Linked DNA regions of Pan troglodytes: region 2 is linked to region 1. The links are chromatin contacts, called in public HiChIP or PLAC-seq maps. All regions are on one chromosome and are shown on one strand. Each heading gives the region's core, a stretch centred on a gene start, on an enhancer-like site or on the middle of the called end of the contact. The rest is flanking DNA. Distances are from core to core; before and after follow the strand shown. Region 1 holds the start of COL1A1 (collagen type I alpha 1 chain). Region 2 holds the start of XYLT2 (xylosyltransferase 2).

Region 1 (4,662 bases), core at 1,552-4,051:
TGGAATCTATAAAGGACATTATCGGGACATCGGTGAACTTTGAATACGGGCTGCACATTAGAGAGTGAATTTAATCATTGTGTAGGTCAGTTAAGAGAATGCTCTTGTTTTTAGGAAAAACACACCTAAGTATTTAGGCGCAAAAGAGCCTGATGTTAGCAACTTGCTCAAACAGTTCAGAAAAAAAAAGATACATATACATAAACAGAGACTAATAAAGCACATGTCACAAACTGTGAAGGGTATGTGAGAGTTTCCTGTAGGATTCTTGCAACTTTTCTGTAAGTTTGAAATTATTTCAAAGTATAAAATTATGTCATCTGCCAAAAAACAAAAACAAAACAGGGGAGAGTGGACACACAAGGCCTCTCCACTTACTCCTCCGAGGCCAGGGGGTCCGGGGGGTCCGGGGGGTCCGGGGGGTCCGGGAAGTCCAGGCTGTCCAGGGATGCCATCTCGGCCAGGGGGGCCTGCGGGTCCCTGCAGGGGGAGAGGGCGGGGCCAGGGTGAGCGTGGGGCCGAGAGCCATGCCCACCTGCAGCCCCCCACAGCCCAGAGTGCAACGCTTACCCTTGGGCCTCGGGGGCCAGTGTCTCCCTTGGGTCCCTGTGGGATTGGGGGAGAAGAAACAAGAGGCCAGGTTAGAGAAGGGAGGACTGTGAGGAGTCACGGGCCGCGCAGGGGCAAAATTCGAGGGCAGGAGATTACCTCGACGCCGGTGGTTTCTTGGTCGGTGGGTGACTCTAGCGGACGAAGAGACGCGCGTTAGAGCCAAGGTTTGCTAATGCTGCTCCCGTCGGCAGAGGCCTCCAGCACGGAGGGCCAGCGAGCGCCGGCCACCCCCAGCCCCAGCCCCAGGCCCCAGGCCCCAGGCCCCGAGCGCAGCCGCACCTGAGCCGTCGGGGCAGACGGGACAGCACTCGCCCTCGGGGACTTCGGCGCCGGGGCAGTTCTTGGTCTCGTCACAGATCACGTCATCGCACAACACCTTGCCGTTGTCGCAGACGCAGATCCGGCAGGGCTCGGGTTTCCACACGTCTCGGTCATGGTACCTGAGGCCGTTCTGTACGCAGGTGATTGGTGGGACTGGGACAGGCGGAAGAGGGGCGTTGTCAGTAGTGACTGCAACCCCCAGCTTAACCACCTTTCCCCCGGGTCTAAGAGGCACACTTGGATTTTTCACTTCCCGCCCCTCCCCCCGTTCCTCTTTCCTCAAATCCTTAAAAGCTCGCCTGCTCCTCATCAGCGCGGGTGACAGCGCCGAGGCGCCTGGCCAGGGAGGCTGTAACTCTTTCCAGTTCTCAGGAATTTAAACAAAGCTTTAGTCCGCGGTGGCTTCCAACTCCAACCTCAGCCCATTGGCGCTGAAGCCAAGTGAAATAAAAACCACAGGGTGAGAGGGGGAGGGCGGGGGGAGAATAGGAGGGGCCCCATCGGGAGGGCAGGCTCGTGGGGAGTGGCTTGCGTGGAAGAGACAGCAGGAGGGCGAGGGAGGAGAGAAGGGAGGTCCAGCCCTCATCCCGCCCCCATTCCCTGGGCAGGTGGGGTGGCGGGGGCGGGGCTAGGAGAATGGGAGCGGCTGATTGGAAGGGAGGCCCCCCCAAGACTTGAAATGTACCTCAAAATTAGGAGACACCCTAACCTCCAGCACCTAGACATCTTAAAAGCCCGCTCTCGGGGCCATCCCCAGTCCCCCAAAGCCAGCCAATGCCTCCAGGTCACTTTTAGCCAAAGAATCAAAAAGTCCGCAAATAGTCCAGAAGTTAGCTAACCACTCCCACCGCGCTAGCGGCTCCCCAGACGGCCACTAGGTGTCGGGCAACGCTAAGCAATGGGGCCGGGGCGGGGCCGACCTCACCGGCCCGACTACCTCTTTAAGAGGCTTGGGCTGCCCCATCCCCGGCTTTACTTTCCAGATCTAGAGGTGGGGGTCCGCACCCAGCAATAACCCGGGTCTTCCCGCTCCGGCTCCTGCCCCAGTAAGCGTTGGACCGGGAGACGCAGTGCTCAGCATCGGTCAGCAGGGGGCGCAAGGACCCCCGCCCCGCCGAGTCCGCGCCAAAGTTTCTCATCCTCCACCCGCCCACGCTCCGCACCCCCTCCCCGGCGGCCCAGCACCCCCACGGCCCCAGCAACAGTCTAGCCCGCAGAGAGGGCAATCTTTCCTTATGAATCATCCCACGGCCTTCCTGATTGCTTCTACATCTTGGGCTTCAAATGCCCCGCTCGGCGCCCCCATCCCATCTTCGACGTGCTTTCCTCACTCTGCACCCAGATCCCCACTTTCCCGGTTGCGCGCTCGGGATTCTCTCTTGCACCAACTCACGCCGCGCTCCACCCTCACCTCCCGCTCCCGGGGCGCGTTCAACTCCAACCTCGCCCCAGGGTGAGCTCCCTCCTGTCTCAGGGCGCCGAGGAAGAGCCCTCATCATCTCCCTTCCATTCCCGAGTCTCCGGATCATCCACGTCTCGTTTTAAGCCGCGGCCCACGGGACCAAGCGCAAGTCGCGATATAGAGTATCCTTGCACTCCCAAAAGTTTGAGACTTACTGTCTTCGTCTTGGCCCTCGACTTGGCCTTCCTCTTGGCCGTGCGTCAGGAGGGCGGTGGCCGCTAAGAGGAGCAGGAGCCGGAGGTCCACAAAGCTGAACATGTCTAGACCCTAGACATGTAGACTCTTTGCGGCTGGGGAGGGGGTTAGCGTCCGCTCATGCGTGGCCTCACACTCCGCGTGCCTCCTGCTCCGACCCCGAGGAGAAACTCCCGTCTGCTCCGACGACTGGCCCGGGCCCCTTTTATACTGTCCTGATGGAGAGCAGGGAGGAACCCTGCCCCTCGGAGAGGGGGAGCCGGCCGCCCGTGCCCCAGCCAATCAGAGCTGCCTGGCCCGGCCCCCAATTTGGGAGTTGGAATGGAGAGGGGGAGGACGAGGGAAGGGAGTCCACCCCACATCTCCCCCCTTCGCAGCTCTGCCTCCCCAGCCCCCCAGCCCAGCCTGGGCCAGAGGTGCTGTGGTAGGGGTGCAGCTGGGTCCTCAGAATGGCGTGGGCTAACCAGTGGGTAGGGGTGCCCCTCTGCTCTCTTCCTGGGACCTCCAATCTAGAAGAAGTGGAACTGGGGAACTGGGGAGCTGGGTGGGGAGACTTCCAAAGGTGGAAGGGTTGGGGGTGTTGGGGAGGGGGTCCTCCTGGCTGTGCCCCAGTCACCCTCTGGTATCCTGGCAAGAGCTAAGGGAGGGGCATAAAGAGGCATCCTGAGGACCTCTCCAAAACAGGGGAAGCCGGGAATTAAAAAGATGTGCCTGTTTGGGGGTGTCTTCTGGTGTGGCTAGGGGATGGAGCTTAGGAATATTTGGGGAACAATTTACAGATTCCTTTCTAGACATTAAGAATCAGATATCTGAGGGAGGGGTGCAGGCAAGGGAGTTTTAATTTTGAGGATGTCAATTCTTCTGCTGTGCTCCAGGACAGAATCAAATGCCTTCCTCCAAACCCTAGGCATGATTGAGAGATGGAGTGGGGAGGCTGAGGTGCAGGGTGAGAAACATGACTAGGTGGCCTCTGCAGAAGAAAGCTTTGGTGGTTGGGTGATGGAGCAGCCAAGGTAGGGGTGGGGGATTCTAGGGACACAGAGGTGGGGATTGGGGCTTGCAATCCCCTAAAAATTCATCCCCCAAACTCTTCCACCCCAGAGTTGGGAAGTATTTTTAGTGGGAGGCCTGTGATCATTGGTGACTTAGAGAAGAGTTTTGTTTGCCATGGCTGTGGCCAGGGGCTGCTTAGAGACCCTCCTTCCCAGCACAGTCAAACCAGAGAGAACCTGGGTGGAGGGAGGGCACTTAGCTAAAGGGGTGTCTTTCTGGGAGCTGCATAAAGCCCCTTCTCCAGTTGTACCTGGACTCAGTGTTGGGGATGTATGGGATATTTTGGGTGTCTGGGTGAAACTTTCCTTTGGGGGTGTGGGATGGGCTGCAGAGGATGATTGACTTTATTTTAGGGGCTACTTCCCACTGCCTCATCTCTTTCCTGAAAATCCCGGTCATTGCTCTCTGCCTTAGGAACCAGAGAGAATCATCTGTACACTCTGAAAGGGTCTGGGGACCCGAAGGACAGCAGGCTATATCTAAGGAAGATGCCTCTAGAACTCCACGTCCTTTCTTCCTCCATGTCCCAATCCCCCAACAAGGCTCTGCCTCAACCCCAATCTACCTCGTCCTGAGAAACTCTGTAGGGCTGAGAGAAGGCCTGGGGGTCTCCTTGCAGTGCCCTGTTCATTTCTCTCCCTCCTGTGCAGCTCCCCACCCCCGGTGCTCCAGAGCTGCAAACGTGGAAGCGGGGAGTCCCGCCTCCCCCAAACCATCCAAGATTCCATTGCCTCCCCCCGCCCCTCTCCACGCCCTCCCCCAGCTGGTTTTGTGCAACGAAGGCAAAGGGGAAAAAAAAGGAACAGAAGGGGAGGGAGCCACGTCGGCTGGCCGGCTGGCCGTGGGCAGCCAGGATGAGCGGTGCGGGTGGGGCAGCAGAGGGAGACTGCAGGGGCTATAATTAAAGGGAAAATATAGAGTTTCCAGAGAGGCAGGGCTGGAGACAGCAATGGAGGGATGGACCTTCATCAATTATCCCGACCATGTGGCAGCAACTTGTGGCCCAGGGTCTGCCCCCG
Region 2 (4,740 bases), core at 173-2,672, 150 kb after region 1:
TATTTATGTACCATCAAATGCTTGTGTATCCTGTACACATCAGTTTAGAATTCTCTCATCAACCCAACCTTGTGGCAACTTCCAAATCCCTCCATCATGGCCTTCTAACTTTTCAAACTTTTTTTTTTGTAAGCCACTTCTCTTTCCAGACCTCTCTGTAGTGGTTCCTAACGTCTTCCCTTTAAACCTTCTAACTTGTGTTTGCTATTTTTATGACTTCCTCCTCCCAGTGCCTGGCTTCCCCCGCTGGGGATTCACCTTGCTTTGGTGGCCACTGTTTTGCTCTTCTCGCCTTCCCTCTCTCCACGGGCCTGCCAGGCTTAGGGAAGGCCACAGGTGCTTCGACCTTGTCCAGTGCGGTGCTCATTGAACACGCCGGGTTCTCCAACAAATGTTAGGGACAGCTGGTTAGACGGGAATCTGGGCCTCCCCTGCTTGCTTTCCGCAACATTTCTTGAGCATTGCTGGGTGTCCAAGGCAGGGCGAGATCCCAGAGCAGTCACGACCGGATGTATGATTGGTGCTCACTGCACAGTGCTGGGGACGCACAGGGAGGATGCCACTGATGGTGTAGGGGGTGGGGACTTGGCAGAGGGAGCAGCATGTGTCGAGGTCTACTGGTTCTCCAAGTTTGGTCCCAGAGCAAAGGCATCAGCATCACCTGGGAACCTGCTGAAAATTCTAATGCTTAGGCCTCACTACCGACCTACCAAAGCAGACACTCTGGGGGAGGGAGGAGGGGCACTAAAAATCTGTTTTATCAAGACCTCCAAGAGACTCCAACACACGCTAGAGTAGTTTGAGAACCACGACTCTGGGAGCGGCCTGAGGATGCTTAGGATGAGCGCAGAGCGGAAAGGAGGATTCGTGAAGGCTCTCTGATGCCAGTCAAGGGGTTAGACTTTGCCCCGCAGGTGCGGCCTCCAGGTTTTTAAGCAGAGGCCTGTGGCTCTCACACGCCCTCTCCCAAGGCGGCGTCTCTGGGAGCCCTGGCGTTCCCTGGGCCCCCGGGACCGAGAGCTTACCCGCGTGGGACTGAACTCGCCCACGACCCCCGACACCAGGCAACAGAGGTTGTGCCGCAGACCCTCCACTCCCCAGCACCAGGCGCTCGCCGTCCAGGTGGAGGGGAGCACACGTGGGAGCCAGGGGCACCGGCGGAGACACGAGCGCAGAAGGCACGCGCTCAAGCCCACGCCCGCGACTGCCGGGACTGAAGGTGTTGCGAGCCCCGGCTCCACCCCTAGCCTGCGGTGCGCCGTGCTTTGGCCCCGCAGGCCCCGCCCCCGGCCCCGCCCCGGCGCGCGCCCCGCCCGCCTCCCTAGGCGTGGAGGCGGGGGGGGCGGCTCAGCCCCGCGCCCGTGCGCGCGCTCGCGGCCGGGTTGCAGGGCTGGGCGCGCGCCCCGCGTCCCGGGCAGGAAGATGGTGGCGAGCGCGCGAGTGCAGAAGCTGGTGCGGCGCTACAAGCTGGCGATTGCCACGGCGCTGGCCATCCTGCTGCTGCAGGGCCTGGTAGTGTGGAGCTTCAGCGGCCTGGAGGAGGACGAGGCGGGCGAGGTGCTCCGACGGCCGGGCGGGCGGGCAGGCCGGGCGCGGGGGCGCGCGGGGTCCTGGCGGGGCTGCGGGCGGCCCCAGCCGGGGAAGTGGGGCACGGGCCGCGTGCGTGCGTGCAGGGCGCCGGCGGTCGCCCAGAGCGGAGCATCCGGCCCCTGGCACTCCCTTCCCCAGCAGGCCTAGGGAGCTGCGCGCGGGGGCAGTGCGTGACCTGGAGACCCGGGCCCTGGTGGATTGGGAGTCGGGCGGGAGGAGCAGGTCATGCTGGGGTGGTCTCCGGCCAAGGGAGCGATGAAGGTCAGGCGCGGCGAGCGGGGCTAGGAGGCGGGGCTGGGCCCGAACCTGCTCGGAGGTGGGGAGCCCCAGGCCAAACTTTCTGAAGTTGGGAGGGGGCGGGGATATGCGCGCCGTGGGCGGAGGAGTAGGGCCAAGGGACTCAGGGCGTCCTTCCCCAGCTGAGCCCGAGGGGCAGCGGCCGGTGAGGAAGGGGAGCTCGGGGGTGGAATTCAGGCCTGGGACAAAGTGTGTACCCGGGAACTGAAGGAACAGGGAGTGACGCCGAAGGAGAGAACTGGAGTCTTCCCGAGGTGTGGCTTCCTCAGCCGGGGGTTTGAAGAACCTGGATGGGTCTCCGGAGGGCAGGGAGAGGAGGACCTGAGCTGGTGAGTTGGCCTCAGGACCTTAGGGAATTTGGGAGGGGCCCTCTGGCTTTAAGGGAATGGGGACTGTAACAGAGCCCCAGCCGCAGAGCAGGGGCAACCAACAGCCGTCTCAGCCCCCAAGTCCCTGCCTCGAGGGTCTTTCTCCCTCTTCCCCGATGTGGTTTCAGCTGGAGGCTCAGACACCTCAGCGGTGTGGTGAGGAAGGGTCCATTGGGTCTGGGTTCGTGCTGCGGAGATGGAGAGGACAGGCCACACCACAGCCCTAAGCTGTGGCCCAGAGGTCAGGACCTCCCTGCCCCCAGCGCCCCTGTTCTGCTGCCTCCAGGGCTCCGGGTCAGAGACTCTATCTGCTGCTGTCCTCGGGCAAGCCCCGATACCCGCGACCCCTTACCGCATCTCGCCAGTCTGGAAGGCCTGGTGTGGAGACAGAAGAGCTGCCCTTGCCTTTTTTTGGGAGAACCCAGAGGGTGGGATGGTGATGGGGGCTGGAACAGAGTCACATGAGACCATAACTCCAAAAGGAGGTGGGGGCGGGGGTGGGGCTGGCTCCGTGACATCCGTGGGGTGTGGACCTACAAGTAGGACGAGCAAGTAGGAGAGTGTTTCAGGCCCAGTGTAAGAAGACTGTTTGGGCAGATGGGACATTCCAAGATGGAATGGGCTGCCAAAGCAGTTAGGGAGCCCTCTGACCCTGGAATATGTGACCACTCTGGGCTACCGCCCCCATCCCCCACCACCTCCTCCTCCAGCTTCCTGGCTGAATGAATAGGGGAATCCTGGACTGGAATGTTTGAAAAAGCTTGTGCGGTCCAGGCACCCATTGCTGCTTGGACCCCCTCAGCTGCTCCCTCACCTGACTCTGGGGTTGCCAGGCAGCAGAACGGGGTGCATGGGAAGGTGAGTGCTGAAGCTGGACCGCCCACTTCACTCTCTTCCAGCTCTGACCCTGAGAAGACCGCCAGCAAATCACTTTGCCTCCTCCCTTATCCTTATCAGTATCCCTCCTCAAGATGGGGATAATAATGGCACCTCCCGTGTTAGGTGATTATAAAGATTAAGTGAAAATGATGCCTGTGAAGCACTTGCAGGAGTTCCTGGCACATGCTCAGCTGTCAGTAAATAAATAACTCTTATTATCCCAGCACTGTGCATTGGGAATACGATTCATTCATTCATTCATTCATTCCACAAATAGGTGTGAAGTCCTACTTTGTACTAGACACTGTGCTAATACTGGGGATACAAAAATAAAATAGATGAGGTCTCTGCCCTCATGGACAGGTAATCTACAGAGAGAAACAGACAGCGAAAAGGAATTTAATAGAATTACAAAGGGGTTGGCTTAGATCAGGGGGTCAGGAAAGGCTTCTCACAGGAAGAGGTGGGCAGGAGAGTTCAGGCAGAAGGCCTGAGGAGAATGGGCTTAGCTGGGCACCCTTGAGGAATGGACAGGAGGGTGTGGTGCTTTCCCTGAAAGAAGGTTCCATTCTGTGCGGCTGAAAGGACCAGAGCAAGGGGCAAGGGTTTTATTCTAAGTGCAGTGGGAGAGCACTGAAGGGGTTTAAGCAGCACAGGATTCAGTGTGCATTTAAGACGTGCACTCTGCCCATCTATGGAGAGGCTGAGAGTGGATCCCAGGGATGGTCACGAACCTCCAGAGAGCCACTTGATAGTTTCCAAAGCTTCCACAAACACCATCTCACCACTTGTTTTAAATGCAGCCCGAGAAGTCAAAGGAGGTGGGGTATGGGGGGAGCATTTCTGTGTTCACCCTTTCTGTGACTCAGAGAAGGATTCTAAGGTGGAGCTACAGAGCCAGGAAGTGGCAGAGGATTTTAATCGCCTCCTTGGAGGAGAGGAAGGAGCCTCTGAGGCCAGAATGTATCCCGGCCAGAAGTCAGAGGACCATTCCCTACCCTCAGTCATCAGAAGGGCTCCTGACCTCAGGGGCTGCTGGGGGCAGCCTGTGAGGGGCACAAGGCTGGGGATGTGATGATGATGCTCCTTGGACATGCCTGGAAGGGATGGAGGTGGGGGCTGACTGCCCACGAGGGCCTCTGATCCCTCACTGCTGCCTCCTCATCCCCCAGCCTCCTCCGGGATTATCCTTCTCAGGGTCAGCCAGCTCCCACTGCAGTGCAGGGACCAACATGCCCATCTCCTCCCACATCCTGGCCCCCACCACAGCCAACCTGGCCCCGTGCCTCATGCCCTACCCTCCTGACCAGCTTCCTAACTCACTGATACTGGCTTCCACTTGGAGAGCCTACAGCTCTCTGCCATCTCTACCCACCTAAGCTTGGGAATGTCTTTCTCTGCTTGTGCTCTGTGGCCAGGTCACATGTCACCAGGCTGATGCACACTCAGCTCAGTGGGGCTGCATTTACCTTTCCTAGGGATTCCCCAGCCTGTGGTGCCCTCCCCAGTGTGGGTAGAGAATAGGGTCTGCTGCCTCCCCTTGCAGGTATCTCTTCTCGGATGGGAATGGGCGCCCCCAGCTCCCACTGGCCACCTTTAAGAGATC

The links. HiChIP or PLAC-seq counts read pairs in DNA pulled down with a chosen protein or histone mark.
Region 2: an H3K4me3 HiChIP or PLAC-seq map of stem cell-derived excitatory neurons shows a contact between it and region 1, with 3 times the contacts expected there. The contact joins the promoter of XYLT2 here to the promoter of COL1A1 in region 1. A contact is called at or near these places in 1 of 7 Hi-C or Micro-C datasets (stem cell-derived neural progenitor cells) and 1 of 1 datasets of contacts at active chromatin or transcription factors (stem cell-derived excitatory neurons).

Annotation. Positions count from the first base shown.
Region 1 is chr19:63,340,928-63,345,589 of NHGRI_mPanTro3-v2.0_pri, forward strand. It overlaps COL1A1 (collagen type I alpha 1 chain), which reads right to left and starts at 2,802. Exons shown (of 51, transcript XM_001169409.8): 1 at 2,551-2,802; 2 at 892-1,086; 3 at 709-743; 4 at 571-606; 5 at 379-480. The coding sequence starts at 2,653.
Region 2 is chr19:63,487,362-63,492,101 of NHGRI_mPanTro3-v2.0_pri, forward strand. It overlaps XYLT2 (xylosyltransferase 2), which reads left to right and starts at 1,423. Exons shown (of 11, transcript NM_001009086.1): 1 at 1,423-1,557. The coding sequence starts at 1,423.